Linked DNA regions of Mus musculus: regions 2 and 3 are each linked to region 1. Evidence: chromatin contacts called from public promoter capture Hi-C data. All regions are on one chromosome and are shown on one strand. The core of a region is the stretch at or near the end of the contact, and the rest is flanking DNA. Distances in the headings are between cores, read along the strand shown.

Evidence for each region. Promoter capture Hi-C pulls out the DNA fragments that hold promoters and counts their contacts.
Region 2: a promoter capture Hi-C map of hippocampal neurons shows a contact between it and region 1, with 3 times the contacts expected there. The contact joins the promoter of Hhat here to the promoter of Cd34 in region 1.
Region 3: a contact with region 1 is called in a promoter capture Hi-C map of hippocampal neurons, with 4 times the contacts expected there. The contact joins the promoter of A730013G03Rik here to the promoter of Cd34 in region 1. A contact is called at or near these places in 2 of 39 promoter capture datasets (frontonasal cranial neural crest and hippocampal neurons) and 1 of 115 datasets of contacts at active chromatin or transcription factors (large pre-B cells).

Annotation. Positions count from the first base shown.
Region 1 is chr1:194,937,228-194,940,273 of GRCm38.p6, reverse strand. It overlaps Cd34 (CD34 antigen), which reads right to left and starts at 1,453. Exons shown (of 8, transcript NM_133654.3): 1 at 1,230-1,453. The coding sequence starts at 1,308.
Region 2 is chr1:192,769,806-192,772,851 of GRCm38.p6, reverse strand. It overlaps Hhat (hedgehog acyltransferase), which reads left to right and starts at 1,633. Exons shown (of 12, transcript NM_144881.4): 1 at 1,633-1,872.
Region 3 is chr1:192,833,586-192,836,631 of GRCm38.p6, reverse strand. A730013G03Rik (RIKEN cDNA A730013G03 gene) reads left to right here and starts at 1,419. Exons shown (of 1, transcript NR_155503.1): 1 at 1,419-3,046.

The DNA of each region.
Region 1 (3,046 bases), core at 204-2,703:
TCCCCAAGGTTTGCAGAGGTTTTTTTGCTCTCTCCACCCTGCCCCATTCAGCCCAAGACAAGGCTGATACTGGCCAGCTGAGGAAATAAGAAAAGACAGCACTACACCCAGACTTGGGTCAGTGCTGAGCTGAGTGACCAAAAGAGTAAGTACAGAGCATCTGATGAGGACTCCAGCCCGTGGTCACCTACCCGTGCACAGTGTAGCATCATTCTGGGCATTTTTGTCCAAGCAAGTTTTACTCCATCAAAATGGACATGTCTAGCGCTGCCAATCAGGAGAACCCAGAACCTAATTCAACTTCTCCTCTGCCAGCTCTCTTTGGGATAGACCCAAAGGCAATGGAGCAGAAGACTGGGAGAAAAGAGGTCTTGTGGGTAGATCCAGGCTACTCTACATGTTGAGTGTCCTTTAAGATATACAATGAAGATTTAGGAGCCCCAAGGGTTAAAAGCAAAATGAGTAATTCACAACCCTGAAAACCTCAAAGGACATGAGTTGGGATGAAGAACAACACCCTCCAGTGCAATAAAGTTTGCTATAGACTGAGTGAATACTATTTTTTGCCAACCTAAGAGGGGAAGAACTTAAGAAGTAAGAGTATGCGTGGGCAGCAGGAGGTGTCTTGGCCTGTCCACTAGCTTTAGAATCTGAAGGGAAGCAGAGCAAGAAAATTCCAACTAGCAATGAATGTATGTTTGTGCACGGGGAAGACTGGTGAGCAGAAGGACTTGGTGTGTACACCAAACCACCTCCCTACTAGCATCTGCATGGTTTCTGCAGGGGCGACTCTAGCTTTCTAATCTGAAATTTAAAATTGTCCTTTTTTTCCTCTCTGCCTGTTCTTTATTCCAGACTCTTCCACTAATGTCCCTCAGTCCTCCTTAAAGGTCTCCTGGCCCTTACTGGAAATGGCTACCCTCATGAATTCTTTATGTCCAAGTCCTGGGAACAATGGGTGCCTGGACCCTTCTCTGGACCACTCTGGGTCCTTGCTTCCTCAATTAAGGAGAGTTACAGAACTTTTCCTTCCTTCTGTCTGCATTCTAGCCTCAACTTTGAGCTTTGCACCTCCAGCCACGCAGAGGAGCTGGCGTCCCCCAGCACTACCTGAGTAAGCTCACTTCTGCGTGCTGGAGCGCAGGATTCCCAGGTGAGGTTAGTGGCCGGCGTCTTCCCTCCTCCCGGCCCATAGCCTGGTCCCTTGGCCCTCAGCTGTTAATACTCACGCAGCAGACTCATCAGGCAGAGAGCTACCCAGCGCCATGGCAGCAGGAGCCCCGCGCGCGTGTCCCTGTGGACCTGCATTCTCCTGTACCGCTCCGGAGATGCGCTCGGTGCAGGAGGCGGCCCGGCGCGGGACGCGCTCCTCCGCCCTGCGCAGGGGTGGGGGATATTGGCTCTCCTCCCCTGCTCCCTGTCCGGAGTGGGTGGGGGATGCTGGCTTATCCCCTCCCTGTTGCGTCTTGGTGAGGCCAGCCCCTCTCGTAGTTCCTACTTCACTTTTAACCGTGTGTCATCTTGGCTGCCTCTCGGCAGGGTCAAATTTCTCCTTTCTGATTTCTTTATTTTCAAGTTTTAAGTGTGGCAGGAAGCCACTGTGTACGCCTGAGTTTACAGGAGTATGATCTTTCAGCTAAGCAGGAAACAACACAATTCCAAGACACCTTTAGAGATAGTCACGGTGGAATCTGTGCTGCATGTTAAAATTGAGCAGGACACAAACAGGACACTAATAGCCTTTTCACAGTCCAGACCATCTGCTATCCTACCATCTCTCTTTTATACTCATTTTCCAGCAAAATCAACAGAATTTGTATTAACTTTCCTGTGATCATCCATATTTCCTTAGCTAGTTGGGTCATAGCAATTGTCAATACCATAGAGATAATATAGATACTCCATAGTACATGGTTTTTCTCCAATGTTCCCTTTTCAATCCTAGATTTAAGTTTCCTGATTCTATGGGAGCTTTTCTTGCCCTCCCTTCAGACAAAAGATTTCTTAGATTCTTACCCTGCCCTACCTAACAGACCTTCTAGCACTCCTTGTGCTTCTCCACGCAATGGTGCTGCATGTTGATGCGCTGGATTGCAGGATTCTGACTCGTCACAGGTCAGAAGATCAAGGCAGGAGGAGAGAGAAGCAAGACAAGGCATATAGCAGCAGGTAGAAATTGAGATAAGGCACAGAAGGGTCTGTGATGATGACTGTAAATACTTAGCCCTAGTTTTCCCATAATGTCTGGTCACATAACCTAAAGGGAGAAAGAAAGATCAGACAAACGCCCTGGATAAATTTCTGTATTTATTTCTCTGAAGATCTACCTCCACGAAGAAAGTACATTTGTTTGTGTTGCCTACCCTGGGCCTAATATACCTTGGGGTTGAGAAGAAGAGTATCAGTCCTCAAATCTATACTCTTACCCTGTTTCATATCACACCATTAAAACAAGAAGCGGAGGTTTTCATCATAATAAAGGCAGAGGCTCATTGAATACAACGACATTAAGTGAGTTTGTGTCAAAGTACAGTTGGCATATTGTGATGGAGAACCTGGAGGTAGGGTCAGAAAGGATTGCAAAATGTACTTTTAAAATTAAATTCTGGTCCTTGGAATATGAACTAAGAAGGAAATATTACACCTAATTCTTCAGTTTCAAAAGTGGATTTTCTTCTGGTACCTACATTTTGCTCATACTTTTTATGGTAGGTAAATTGTTATATGTAAAAATGAGTTGGTTCATTTGAGTCTACCTTTACTTCCAGATGTTTTCTCTGTTAGTTTAATTAATTAAAGTGTTTTGAGACAGGATCTCACTCTATAGTCCCATCTGGTCTTGGACTCAAAAAAAAAAAATCCTATCCTAGCTTCCTGAATGGTGGGATCATAGGTATGTACCATTGTTTTAGGCTCTCTTCTGATTACTTTAAATATCTTTTGTCTTTTGGACCATGGGAAATGGGACTATAGGAAATATTTTGTACTTGAACTTCTTAACTAGCTTTGAAGTGGGGGAGGAGAGTGAAAGATATTGACTCTATGG
Region 2 (3,046 bases), core at 384-2,883, 2.2 Mb after region 1:
GCGTAGAAACCTTTAACAGATTTTACAAGAGATAAGTCACCAACACCAAGTGGCCCTGATAACAAACAGCCAACAAGCAACATCAGAATGTTGTCCTCAAGACTTACAGTGAATGCTCACTTAAGAAGACTGCTTTAAATCTCTTTTGTATGTTTTCAGCAGATGATTATTAGAGCACACATACATGACACTGGGTCATGGCATGGAGAAGCACATATTGAAGCTTACAGCTATGCATTTGTTTAGATTGTGAAAGTTGGTTATATGGGAAACCCAAGACAAGTAAAGCCCATTGTTACATTGTTCTCTGAAAGGCAAGTTAAACAAACAGGCCGACTAGAAAGTAGTCTTGAGTGACCTCAATGTATATTATTAACTTCACCCGAGAAGCCCAGCAAAGCTTCCAGTCTCTTAGAATATAAGATAATTTTGTCAAAATACACTCCCACACTCAAGTCTCTTGTCTACGTGCAACTGGATTCTGATGTTTCCATCAACTGTTTTAAATCCACGTGTACTAAGAAGTACCACTTGGAATATTCCCCGCCGGCACGTTCTTCAGCTCATTGCTTAGTCTTGCTTTGGGCTTTGGTATTGTGGGTGTTCTGCATGTGAGGCAAGGCTCCACCACTGAGCTGTGTCTCCTCTGCCAATGCTTACTTTTACATTTTGAGACAGTTTGTCAAAATCACTCTGTAGCCCTGGTTTTGAACTTCGGATCCTCCTGTCTTGGCTGTATAGCTGGGTCACAAGCCTGGAGTATTTTCTCTTACACAGATGTTTCTGATTTACATTAGCCAAACCTGACTTTATTTTATGTCTTCAAATGAGCACTGTGCACATGTAGAAAAGAGTTAGACTTAAATGGCATTGAACCCACAGTAACAGGCCATTTAGAACCTGACACAGAAGAGGACCACCTCTTCTGACTGTCCCAGAGCAGAGCTAACACTTTGGCACCTTCTGGGCCAAACCCTGGGCTTTATTACAGTGACCAGACTTGTCAGGTACCAAGGCACACTGTTATTACAAATATACAAGACATATATGTTGTATGCATGTTGGGTGCTCTCCTGAAGAGGCCAGAGCAAGGCTTCCACATCTTCCTCTTGCCTCACCTCATTTTTGTGGTGCAGGGTCTGCATTAGCCTCTAATTGGAGGCTTCCTGTTTAGACTAAGGCAGCTGGTCAGGATCTAGGGGTTCGATAGAGTCTCTACCTTCAATGACGGGGCTACAGGCACACCAGCCATGCCTGGCTCTTTACTTCAGTGTGGGGATTAAACTCAGATCCTAACACTTGCATAGCAAACCCTTACTCACTGAGCCACATCTCTCCAACCCCCAGGAACTGTTAGAAAGTATATTACGTCTTCCAAACAACAAAGGCCATATGATACCAAGAAAGTATTAACTTGGCACCCTGTGTTTTTATTTTGGGCAACCTGGCACTCCTGGTCCGGCTGTTTTAGTTGGTGCTGGGGAAGGTGGAAGTGAAGATGATTTTAAAGTCGGTTTTGCAGAGATTTCTCCAGCTCTATTTAGTCTGCCCTTCACTGGTCTAAGTCATCTTCCTGTAGCAGGGCAGGCCGTACACACCCCCGCCCCAGACTCATTCCTTTGGGGACCGGAAGAATCCTGGAGCCTGAGGTTCTGGTGGGACCCTGTGTAATGATTCGGCTCCAGTAAATGTACAGAGCCCTGGCCAATCCTGCGTTCGGGAACCCGGGCACAACATCTCAGGCCAGGCGCTCACCCCCGCGGCCTCTGACCCGCGCTGTGCTCGCGAGTCCCTCCCGGGCCGCGGCTCAGCGCGGCGGGGTGCAGGGACGCCTTCTCTCCCGCTCGCCCAGCTCTGCACACTGCGATCCAGGTGATTTCGCCCGCGCGAGACAGACAGGGGAAAAGCCGTGCATCGGGGGCGCGCGTGGAGAGCAGGAGGGGGCGTGGGTGGTGAGGCCCCGCAGGGTCAGAGGGCGCGCGGGGGCTGGCGGCGGGCGCGCGTGGAGCTGGCGGCCGTGCAGGGGCCTGTGGTTGCAAAGGCTGCCACGACTTAACCTGCGCGGAGACAGGGGGCTGGCTGGGGTGCCGCAGCAGGTCGTGGGAGGCTCGCCGCTGACGTGGGGGAGAAACGCAATAGCGTTTCCGCTTCCCGTGTCCGTGTCCGCGTGCTGGAGGGCGGCGACACAAAGGCACGGAGTCCCGGGAACCGAGAACCCTGCTGCTCCCTGCAGGAAGGGCGCCTACAGGCCCTCCCCACGCCCCCACCCGGCCCAGCTCAGAGATTTCTGTTTTCTTCGTGGTGTGTGTGTGTGTGTGTGTGTGTTGAAATTGGGCCAACAAACCCGTGCAGCAAATGTTTAACCACCGAGCCCCAGTTCTCAGTTTAAAGATCTCTTTCGCTTTCCAGAAACTCTCTGGACTTAGTTTCCCTCATCTGTTCAGTGGCAAGACTGGGAGACACCAGTTTTTATGCAGGCTCTCCTCCCCCAGATTCAACAGCTATTGGCCGCTTTTAGATCAGGGCCTTCTACGTGTGGGGACTGACAGCGTTATGCAGTGTGTCTGCTCCGTTCAGTGTGGTGTTCTATTATGTAGAGCTGAGCATCTGCTCCAGTGCCACAGGACGCGGCTCAGGGAAAGCTTTGAAGGGCTGTGCGCTTTCACTCAGGGTCTAGAAGTCCATTCTTTCTGGCTTCTATTCTTCATGTTCCGACTTCCCTGTGATTTCTCTCCCCGTAGGATGGTTTATGTGCTGGCTAAGGACAGTTCTGATGGATGTGTTGTTTTGACAGCACCCCAGAAAGACAAGCTGTGTTCTCCAAGACCCTTCAAGGCCACCAGCACCAATGAATTGTCTATGCTAGGGGCTGGGGTTTGGAGCCTTCTTTGGGGACAAAGGCTTTACCTGGTTTTTACTTGGCTTTCTCTTGGAGAGTCACCAGCTGAAGGTGAGGTCAAGGCCCTGGTTGGCAGTTGGCAAGATCTCCTGGTGATCCCAGGTCAGTGTGGCCCAAGGGCAGGGGTGCCATACTTTGGGGCCTCAG
Region 3 (3,046 bases), core at 170-2,669, 2.1 Mb after region 1:
CAGGAATGAGACTCTAGGAATACCTGCAATTTGTATCCACTGAGAGTCATGGAGGAGCCAGAACACCAGTCAGTCAGTGGCAGGTTTTCCCAGAGAGTCCTAGAGATATGCCTGTCTATCAACAAGCCAAGGAAACGATTCCTCCCAGGAATCGTCCAGCTTGTTGAACCAGTGGGTTTCTTGGAGTAACCTTACAGGCCCATAGGTGGTTCAGGAAGACCTCTGACTAAATGTTGCACCTTGTCAACCTTCTACCTCTTGGCCACTTTGGCACACCTGGAGGCTATGTGCATCTGGGGGCCAAGGGTGACTGGAGTCTCAGATGAGGGTCTGCTGTCTTTTCCTTCCTTGTGTGGCTCCTAAGGGTGACCGAAGCCAGTGATTGAGGATGCCAGATAAAGGAAACTCTTAGCTTGCCCAGGGACACCAGGCTGGCCAGCTCCAAACTCTTGCTTCTCACAGTTTGAAAAACCAACAGCTGAAGGAAAAAAAGATCTATTTTTCCATGGCTATAATTCAAACCAGTAAGAGCCTGCAGGCAGCCTGACCTTCACTGGCTTTAGACAAGATGGCTATACACAATGAGGGTGGCATGGGTCGCTGTTGGAAATTGTCACTGAAGAATCCTAAAGCAACCCCGATCATTTGTCCATGTGAGTGTTTCTTGACATGGAAGTTGTAAGAATTCATTCACAATTCCAGTTATTATTATTATTATTACTACTACTACTACTACTATTTTTTTGTTTTGTTTTGAGACAGGGTTTCTCTGTGTAGCCCTGGCCATCCTAGAACTCACTCTGTGGACCAAGCTGGCCTCGAACTCAGAAATCCGCCTGCCTCTGCCTCCCAAGTGCTGGGATTAAAGGCGTGCGCCATCACTGCCCGGCTTACAACTCCAGTTATTATAGATCTAAGCTTAACTCAGTCATTCTAGTATCGTTTAATCTGTTCTCCCCACCAAGTGTGTAGGGGGAGGGGGGAAGGGTGCGCGCGCGCCTGCACGCGCTCGCACTGCCCATGACTGTTCTCCTATCCTGGAACTACATTCCTGCAGGCAGATTTGCTCCCCAGCTCAATACATTACCCCATCCACTCCCAGCCCATTAGCCCTGCACACCCGGAGCCAGCCAGGCATGTAGCGCTGCTGCTCCCGGCACAAAAGTCCTTCGCCTCTCCGCACCATGCAGGCGGGGACCCTGAGCCTCTTCCTCATGTTTATGCGTAATAAAAAAAAGCCCGCGTTCCCTCTGCAGCTTTATGAAGACAGTCCTTGCAGCTGTGACTGTAACTGGATTTTTTTCTTACCAGCTAAGATTATGGTCCCATAACCCAATTAGTGTCATTTGGTGGTGGTCCAAGTGCCTCTCCTGCCCGGGTTTTAATTTGGGGATCCCCGGAGGCTGCACTCCACATCTGTAGCGGGCCTGCTCCTTCTCTCCCGGTATTTACTCGAGGTTTATGGCGGGATTAGCTGTGTGGTCTGGAAGCGGCTGTCCTCTTTCATCCTCACGGGTCTGGAGCCGCCCAGAAGCCTTTTACTTTCCATCCAGCCCTGGCACCTAGAGGGCAGGCAGTCCCGGCGACTGGAAAGCATCAGAGCTCGCTCCGCAGGCCTCAGAAGCGCGGTTTCGCCGGCATGGGGGGAGGTGCTGCTCGCCCCGCAGCGTTCACTCAGCGGGACTAGCCCGCCCCATCCACATAGGGTGCACGGTCCTCCCCGCCCCCACTCACGGGCTGGCGAGGGCTGGCGGGGCTCCGGGCGCCCATTGTGCAGGCAGCTGGCACCAGCTGGGAAGGGAATTAACATAACAAAGAGCCGGAGCGAGCGCCGCGCGGCCGGGCGGGGGCTCTGCAGAGCGCCCGGGGCTGGAGGAGCGCGCGGTCGCCGGCTGTCGTGCACCGGGGCAGCAGGCCTCGCGAGGCACAGACAGTGGGTGCAGGCGTATGTCGGTGACGCCGTGTGCATGTGCGTGCATGCGGGTGCGCGCCTGCCTGGGACTGCGTCCCCAGGCCTGGGATGCTGATGCCCCTGCCTCAGTTCACCTGCAGAGGTTGGGCACTCACGCGCTCAGCATCCTAGCGTCCAGATTGGCCTTCTTTGAAACCACAGTCCTTTTAACTTTCATCGCCTGTTCTCAGCCGGGTCCACACCTCGGAACTACCAGGGGAACTTTCCCCGGGCCAGGCCTCACTCTATACTCCAGACCTTTTTGGCTTGGCCTAGGCCTCCAACAGTTGACAGAAGCGTCAGCACTGGTTCTATCTGTCCCGGGCTGGACACCCCAGGGCGCGCCCTGACCCCGACCAAGGACCAGAGCGAGAGGCCAGGGCCCTACCGGGAGCCCTCGAGTTTGAGGCTTTAGAGCTTGGCCTTCGTCTCCCCTGGCTCAGAGGGTCAAGGACACATTCCTGCTTAATGCTTCTGTTGCAAGCTTTCGACTGGACAGCCTCACCTCGCTTATTGCTAAAAGCCCATGGGAAGAAAGATGGGAAAGCTCAACTGAACTATAGGCAGACAGATGGATAGACAGATAAAAAACAAATCGCTGTGTTTAGACTACTGCCAGGCCTCCGAGGCCCCTGGAGGTCTCCTGTGGGGACTGTAAAAGGAAGTCAAGGCTCAGCAGGACCCGCAACTCGCAACTCGAAAAGCGGACAGGGCCCAGATACGCTCGGCCCCTTGCGCTCTACCTCGGTGACCCCCTCTTCGCGTGTCCCGGTCCCCTCCAAATCCCATCTTGCCATGGGGTTTGGACAAAAGGGCGAGCCCTCCATAGGCCTCTCGCAGCTGTGGCAGCTGGGTGGTCCCTGGAGGGTGAGAAGCAGGCAGAGGAAGCGCTGTGGCGGGAACCTGGGCTCCAGAACCGATGTGCACCTCAGCGCCTCCGCGGTCACTTGGCTGCACGCTTGCTCCTGGCGGGAGCCAGGCATCGATGAACTCTACTGCAGACTGGCTGAGCGTCTCCCCACAGGGAGGAGAGTGATTGAGATCAGCCGTCCGGCTATGTCATCTCGAAGCTCCGTGTCATCCACAGGGCCGGGT